Linked DNA regions of Mus musculus: region 1 is linked to region 2. Evidence: chromatin contacts called from public Hi-C data. All regions are on one chromosome and are shown on one strand. Each heading gives the region's core, a stretch centred on a gene start, on an enhancer-like site or on the middle of the called end of the contact. The rest is flanking DNA. Distances are from core to core; before and after follow the strand shown. Region 1 overlaps Sgip1 (SH3-domain GRB2-like (endophilin) interacting protein 1). Region 2 overlaps Pde4b (phosphodiesterase 4B, cAMP specific).

Region 1 (2,700 bases), core at 6-2,505, 340 kb after region 2:
AATGAGCCCCAGGGCAAGCTCAGCTAATTTGTATGTGGCCAAAGCCTTTCTTTCCCATTGCCAAGTCTATTAAAGTAAGTTATTCCTCACACCTTTGCCTCAGATGTCCCGTCTCTCTGAGGTCTTCTAATGAGGCATTACTTTATAGAGTCTCAAGTGTCTTTACTTAACTTCTCTTGAGTACAGAATTACTTACAGGAGAGCAAATTAATAACCTGGCTCCCCCCAACAGCGATGGCTAAAGGACAGGCTGTCTTGGGAAAGCTTTTGTTTTCATGAACCCCTGTTCTCAAATTGAATCATGGATCATACTTGGAGAAGGAACCATCCACACAAAAGGGTTCATAGAACGCTCGGGCAGTGTGCTGTCCCTCCAGCTTTAGATAATCCTTATATTAGCCTGCAATCAGTGAGACCTTGTTGGTGCCGGGCCTTTTTCAGAATTGTTGCAACCTGCTTAGGGTTGCTAGGCAACGCTAGGGTAGCAGCCAGCATCAACTTCAACTGATTGAACCTCCTCAGAGAGAGTGGGGCAAAAACCAGAGCTTCCTGATTTGATCATCATTAGAGAGGCTGATAGAGAGAGGAAGGGAGGGAGAGCCTTGCTAAGTGGCAGAATATGTGACTGCCCTGTTATCCTTCATTTTCACATAATTCAATAAGGTCAGTAACAATACCTCACTTCTAGAGATGAGACATCAGTGCCAGCCGGGGTTAGCAAGTTGCAGAAGGCCTTGATGTAAGCAAGGCTGAGAACAGAACCCTGCTCTAGAAAAGACGGGAAAGATCTGTAACCCAGACAGACCATTAAAGAGAAATGGCAACCGTTCCAGGAAACCAACATTTAAAATTAGAGGCCACACAAAGATGATGAATAACGAGGTTTAAAATAGAATTTATCCAATATAAAGTATCTCATTAAGAAAAGAAGAAAACTTATTAAAATGAAATACAGGTCTAAGGCTTGATTGGTTCTCTTATGGAATGCAGTATAAATTTGGCATTGTGTAGAAAATGGCGAATTAAAAGCTGCCTCTGTGTGTCCTGGTGAAGAACCCGTCTGTCTAATTCTGAAAGAGAAAGAATAGAGAAACGTCAGAAACTCACAGAGGGGATGGTAGGGCAGCTGGAGAGTGTGCACAAAAGGAAAGAAAGGCAGTATATAGAAAGAAGCAAAAGCCAACGAGATCCACAGAATCCTCCGACTGGAAGCAGCCTGAAGCAGCCATCAGCTAGCACCCACACACAGAGAGCTGCTTTGAGTCACCAGCGGGAGCCTAAAGCTGCAGTCTTCTGCAAGCACGGCATGTGGCTGTCCCGGAGAATGTGTGGAAGACCATAGATGAACAGCAGCATGGGAACACAAGAACTGTGCTGACCCAGGCCCGGTCCTGCCCAGCCCGTGAATGCATTTTCAGACTTTGTGGGTCACTCATCAGGGAAGGGGCCAGGAATCACAAAGGAAAAGAATGTCCAGCCACAGAGGTAAACACAAGCCTGCCAGCGCCCCCTCAACACTAATGCCTGAATGGAAAGCAGGCTTTCCAAGCACACCGGGAAGAGATGGGATTAGATGGCTTGCAGCCCCCATCGTCCCCCATTAGGACATTCTAACAGAAAGCTGTCCCCAGCACAGACGCTCACTCACTCACAAGGGGGGACATCTAAGTCCAACTTGTCTGGATCACTGAGAACAGGACCTCACTCCCCATCTGTAGGGACAGCTACAAGAAAAAAACTAACAAAGGAATGGGGGCAGCCATGTTATCCCACCTAAGAAAAGTACAAGCTAGTGGTATACTTCCCATTTCATTTTAATTTTCTTTGTTATTTTAATTCACACCTTTTCATCTCTCTTATATAGTTCCTTTTGGTCTGAATCTTGCCTGAACAGGCTTTTCCATCTCTTTTCCTGAGTCTCTTCCTTTGTATTTTCTCTATTAGTCCTCACACTTCTAACTCACATACTGGGGCTCTCCCATAGCTCACATCGCTCCCTGAAGATCTTCCCTCCTCCTCCTCCTCTCTTTTCTCTCTTCCTCCTCCTTCTCTTCTTCTCTTTTTCCTCTTCCTCCTCTTTCTCTTTTTTTTTTTTTTGGTGGGGGGAGAGGGTTGCTTGTTTTTCAAGACAGGGTCTTTCTGTGTAGCCTTGGTTGTCTTGGAACTCACTCTGTAGACCAGGCTGGCCTCAAACTCACAGAGATCCACCTGCCTCTGCCTCCCAAGTGCTGGCATTAAAGACGTGCATCGTCACCACCAGCTCCTTTTACCTAACTATTAACTCTAGCAGCTCTAAAACACTGTAAACTGCATTTTTTTTTCTTAAAGTACCCTGGTGTCCCTGTCTCCGAACCTTACTGGGAACATAAGTTTTTGGTTGGTTGGTTGGTTTTGTTTGTTTTGTTTTTATTCTGTATGTATACCAAGATTGCCATAAATCGCCATGTTTGAATATATAGTTTGCTTCACCCAAAAAATTGTAATGAGGGAGAAATCCAAGCAGAAACCATTTGACCAGAAGACTCCCATAAATTACATTAAACAAAAAAGTGAAAAGAAAGGACAAATTAAAACCTGGAGTTCATAAAGATCCCAATAAATGTACAAAAAAGAAAAATCAAGAAAACAGAAACCACATGGGAAATCAAGCCACTCTAGTACTTTTGCAAGCTCAGAACTCAAAGACAGAAGCGCCATCTT
Region 2 (2,700 bases), core at 51-2,550:
ACAATCGGCTCAGTTACACCCATATATAAAGAGCCTTTATATACAAATAGAAGTCATAAAATAGAACTATACCAGAAAAGCTGGGAAATTCTCAAGATAGTGCCCCAAATGGTTTGAAAGAGCCTGTTTTGTCTAAAATAGCCATCCTATAAACATTTACCCCAGAACATGGACGCTGAACTGCCTGCAATGATTTGCAATGATTTCATATATGTCTAAATTTAAGGATGGCTAACTGCAAAATCATTAGTAAGGCAGCTAAAGTGAGAATGGTAAAAACTGTTCCCTTGAGCAAACACAGCTAAAAATAAGGTCTTGCTTATTAGTGGCCACGTTCCCTTGTTCAGAATTAATTTCTTCATTTAGCAGGAAAAGTTTTTTTTCCTCATATTAATCAGGACCTGGGGGACCAGCAGCATCTAGTCCCTTAGCATTTGCAGAAAGAGCCAAGTCCGTTCCTCACAGACTCCACATCGTGTTTTCGCGCTGCTGAGAGACACTGTCCACCCCCTCCCCCTGAAAGCTGGAATCATGCATGTTAGTAAGTATTTCAGTTATGCCATTGACGTCAATGGAGTCATTAAATAGATTGCTGGCCCTCCCAGAGGCAAATCACTGCCAGGGACCTAGATACAGACACTTTTTTTTTTTTTTTTCAAAGACAGCCATCAGGTTTTGCTATGAGAGAGAACGAAAAGTTTACACTGTAGCCGACTGTCTCCAAACAGTTTCTTTTTGCCCTTTGCATTTTGTTCCGGCCTTTCTTTCTCTTTGGTTACAGTAGACTCCAAAAGACACCCAGATATTATTGCCTAAATGTTTTGTGCACAAATGGATCTCCTGTAATTGAGACCATAGAGGAAGATACTGAACTTTGAAAAAAAGGAGTCTCTAGTTTGCTCTGTTCAGCCCATCTTGATGTTAATTCAGGGGCATACATTGTTCTAGCCAAATCACTGTTGTCTGCTACTGAAGTTGTTTGACGTTTGGATCCTTAAACAAACAGCGTCCTTCAAAGAGGCACACAGATTGCCTTTTCTGCTGCCTCTGCACGGCTCAAAGCTGTAGCCCTCATCTCTGAATCAATCTTTCTGCAGCTGTTTCGGGCTGTGGCACTGAGCCTCTGTAGCGAAGGGTGGAGGAGGAAGCCAGGAAGACAAACTGGTTCTCAGGGCTGTCTCATCTGCAGCAGTGTACCCACAGGAGGCTATCCACGTGCCTGTGTCCTCCCAAACCCCAGCTGCTGCCCGCCTCAAGCCCGATCACGTAGCAGCTTCCAGGCCTGTCGGAGAAAAGCCCTTCGGGACACAGCTGCCTCTTCCTGGGAATGCCTGCAGGCTCTGTTTACCTGAGCTGCAGCTGGAATGTCTGCCAAGGACTCGCTCCACACCTGGACTTTTCTACCACTGAGGCTCAGAGCCAGAAAGCTACCTTCATCATCTCTTCAGATCTGGCTCCCTTCATCTACCATGCAGGCTATAAAACTTACTTCTTACTACAGTCCTTGCCCCTCCAGTCCATGGATGGTTCCCTTCCTTTATTTATCACTGGGGTGTATAGAAATGCTAGACACTTGAAACTTTTGGTAACCCTTCTTGAGTTACGTGGAGACCCAGGTTCCATGTCCTCCCTGCTCTGTTCCCTTGTTCTGCAGTTCCTGGCTTGGGAGAACCAAAACTGCACCGTCTTCATCCATTTCTCTCTCATTGCCAGGACAGCCAGCTCCTTTAACCACTTCTTTCTAGTCTTTTCTTCTCTCCCGGCATAAAGGACTTTGTTTTCCTGTACCCAAAACATTATGGTCATCTTCCAACGTGGTTTGTTGTCCACAGTGTTTGCACGTTCTGACCCAACCTTCTTTCTGATCTAGCATGCTTCTTCTAAGCCCCATTATTGATTGTTTTGTTATTGTCTTGTTTTGATTTTGGGTGGTGTGTGTGAGTGTGCATGTGTGGGAGTGTATGTGCATTCGTGCGTGCATGCATGCATGCGTGCGTGCATGCATGTGTGCGTGAGTGCATGTGTCCTTGTCTCCCTTATTGCCTTACCCCTACATTGCTCAATTCATGGTTGTGTGAGATAAATATGCCAGCCTCCTGCCTCCTATCTTTCCACACTGACTCTTTTCCCAGGGCTGTATATGTTTTTTTTGCTTCTTCAATTCTTGAGTGACGATTAAAATAAACATGTATTTTCAATAAAAGGCCTGGTATATAGTATATATTTAGAAAATACCACATGATTTATCCATTTCCATCTGGAATGTACATTTTTATCATTTGAGACTACTTATCTGACATCTTCAGATTATGTCCCTATAATGTCCTATTCAATTATTATCTCAGAAACTTTTAATCAGTGTCTCAAAATCTCAAAAATAGTACTTGAAATATCTTGTTTTCTTCCCTAACCGAAGCATGAGTATCTCAAATGCATAGACAAATCCTCTAGTTTTGGGCTTCCAACTAAGAATGTAAAACCTAACTGATGCCCAGTAAACACTAATGGAATGAGCAAATAGCAGTGAATGATTGCCCAAGCTTGAGTCCGAAACATCGGAGGAGCTCGGCTGCTTCCTTTGCTTTGTTCAGGCTTGCCTACATCTCTGCTGACTCTCAGAACATGCGCACAGTGCTGAAATCCCTGGCTAACCTTGATGGCATGTGACGCTCAAAGCACGTGAAGTGAAGCCTGTGCTAT

What was found. A called contact is a pair of places that touch in the nucleus more often than the background predicts.
Region 1: a Hi-C map of cortical neurons shows a contact between it and region 2, with 2.6 times the contacts expected there. The contact joins two enhancer-like sites. A contact is called at or near these places in 2 of 484 Hi-C or Micro-C datasets (cortical neurons and nephron progenitors).

Annotation. Positions count from the first base shown.
Region 1 is chr4:102,854,981-102,857,680 of GRCm38.p6, forward strand. All of the region lies in intron 2 of Sgip1 (SH3-domain GRB2-like (endophilin) interacting protein 1), which reads left to right. Among named protein-coding and RNA genes, the nearest start is that of Sgip1, 96 kb to the left of the region's middle. Within about 2 kb of position 1,256, at least 57 of the 459 cell types and tissues checked have an H3K27ac peak or open chromatin away from gene starts, as enhancers often do. A contact at or near this core is called in cortical neurons, where this site is marked.
Region 2 is chr4:102,510,526-102,513,225 of GRCm38.p6, forward strand. All of the region lies in intron 5 of Pde4b (phosphodiesterase 4B, cAMP specific), which reads left to right. The region is part of intron 2 of Gm52668 (a long non-coding RNA gene); the gene reads right to left. Among named protein-coding and RNA genes, the nearest start is that of Gm52668, 3.6 kb to the right of the region's middle. Within about 2 kb of position 1,301, at least 242 of the 459 cell types and tissues checked have an H3K27ac peak or open chromatin away from gene starts, as enhancers often do. A contact at or near this core is called in cortical neurons, where this site is marked.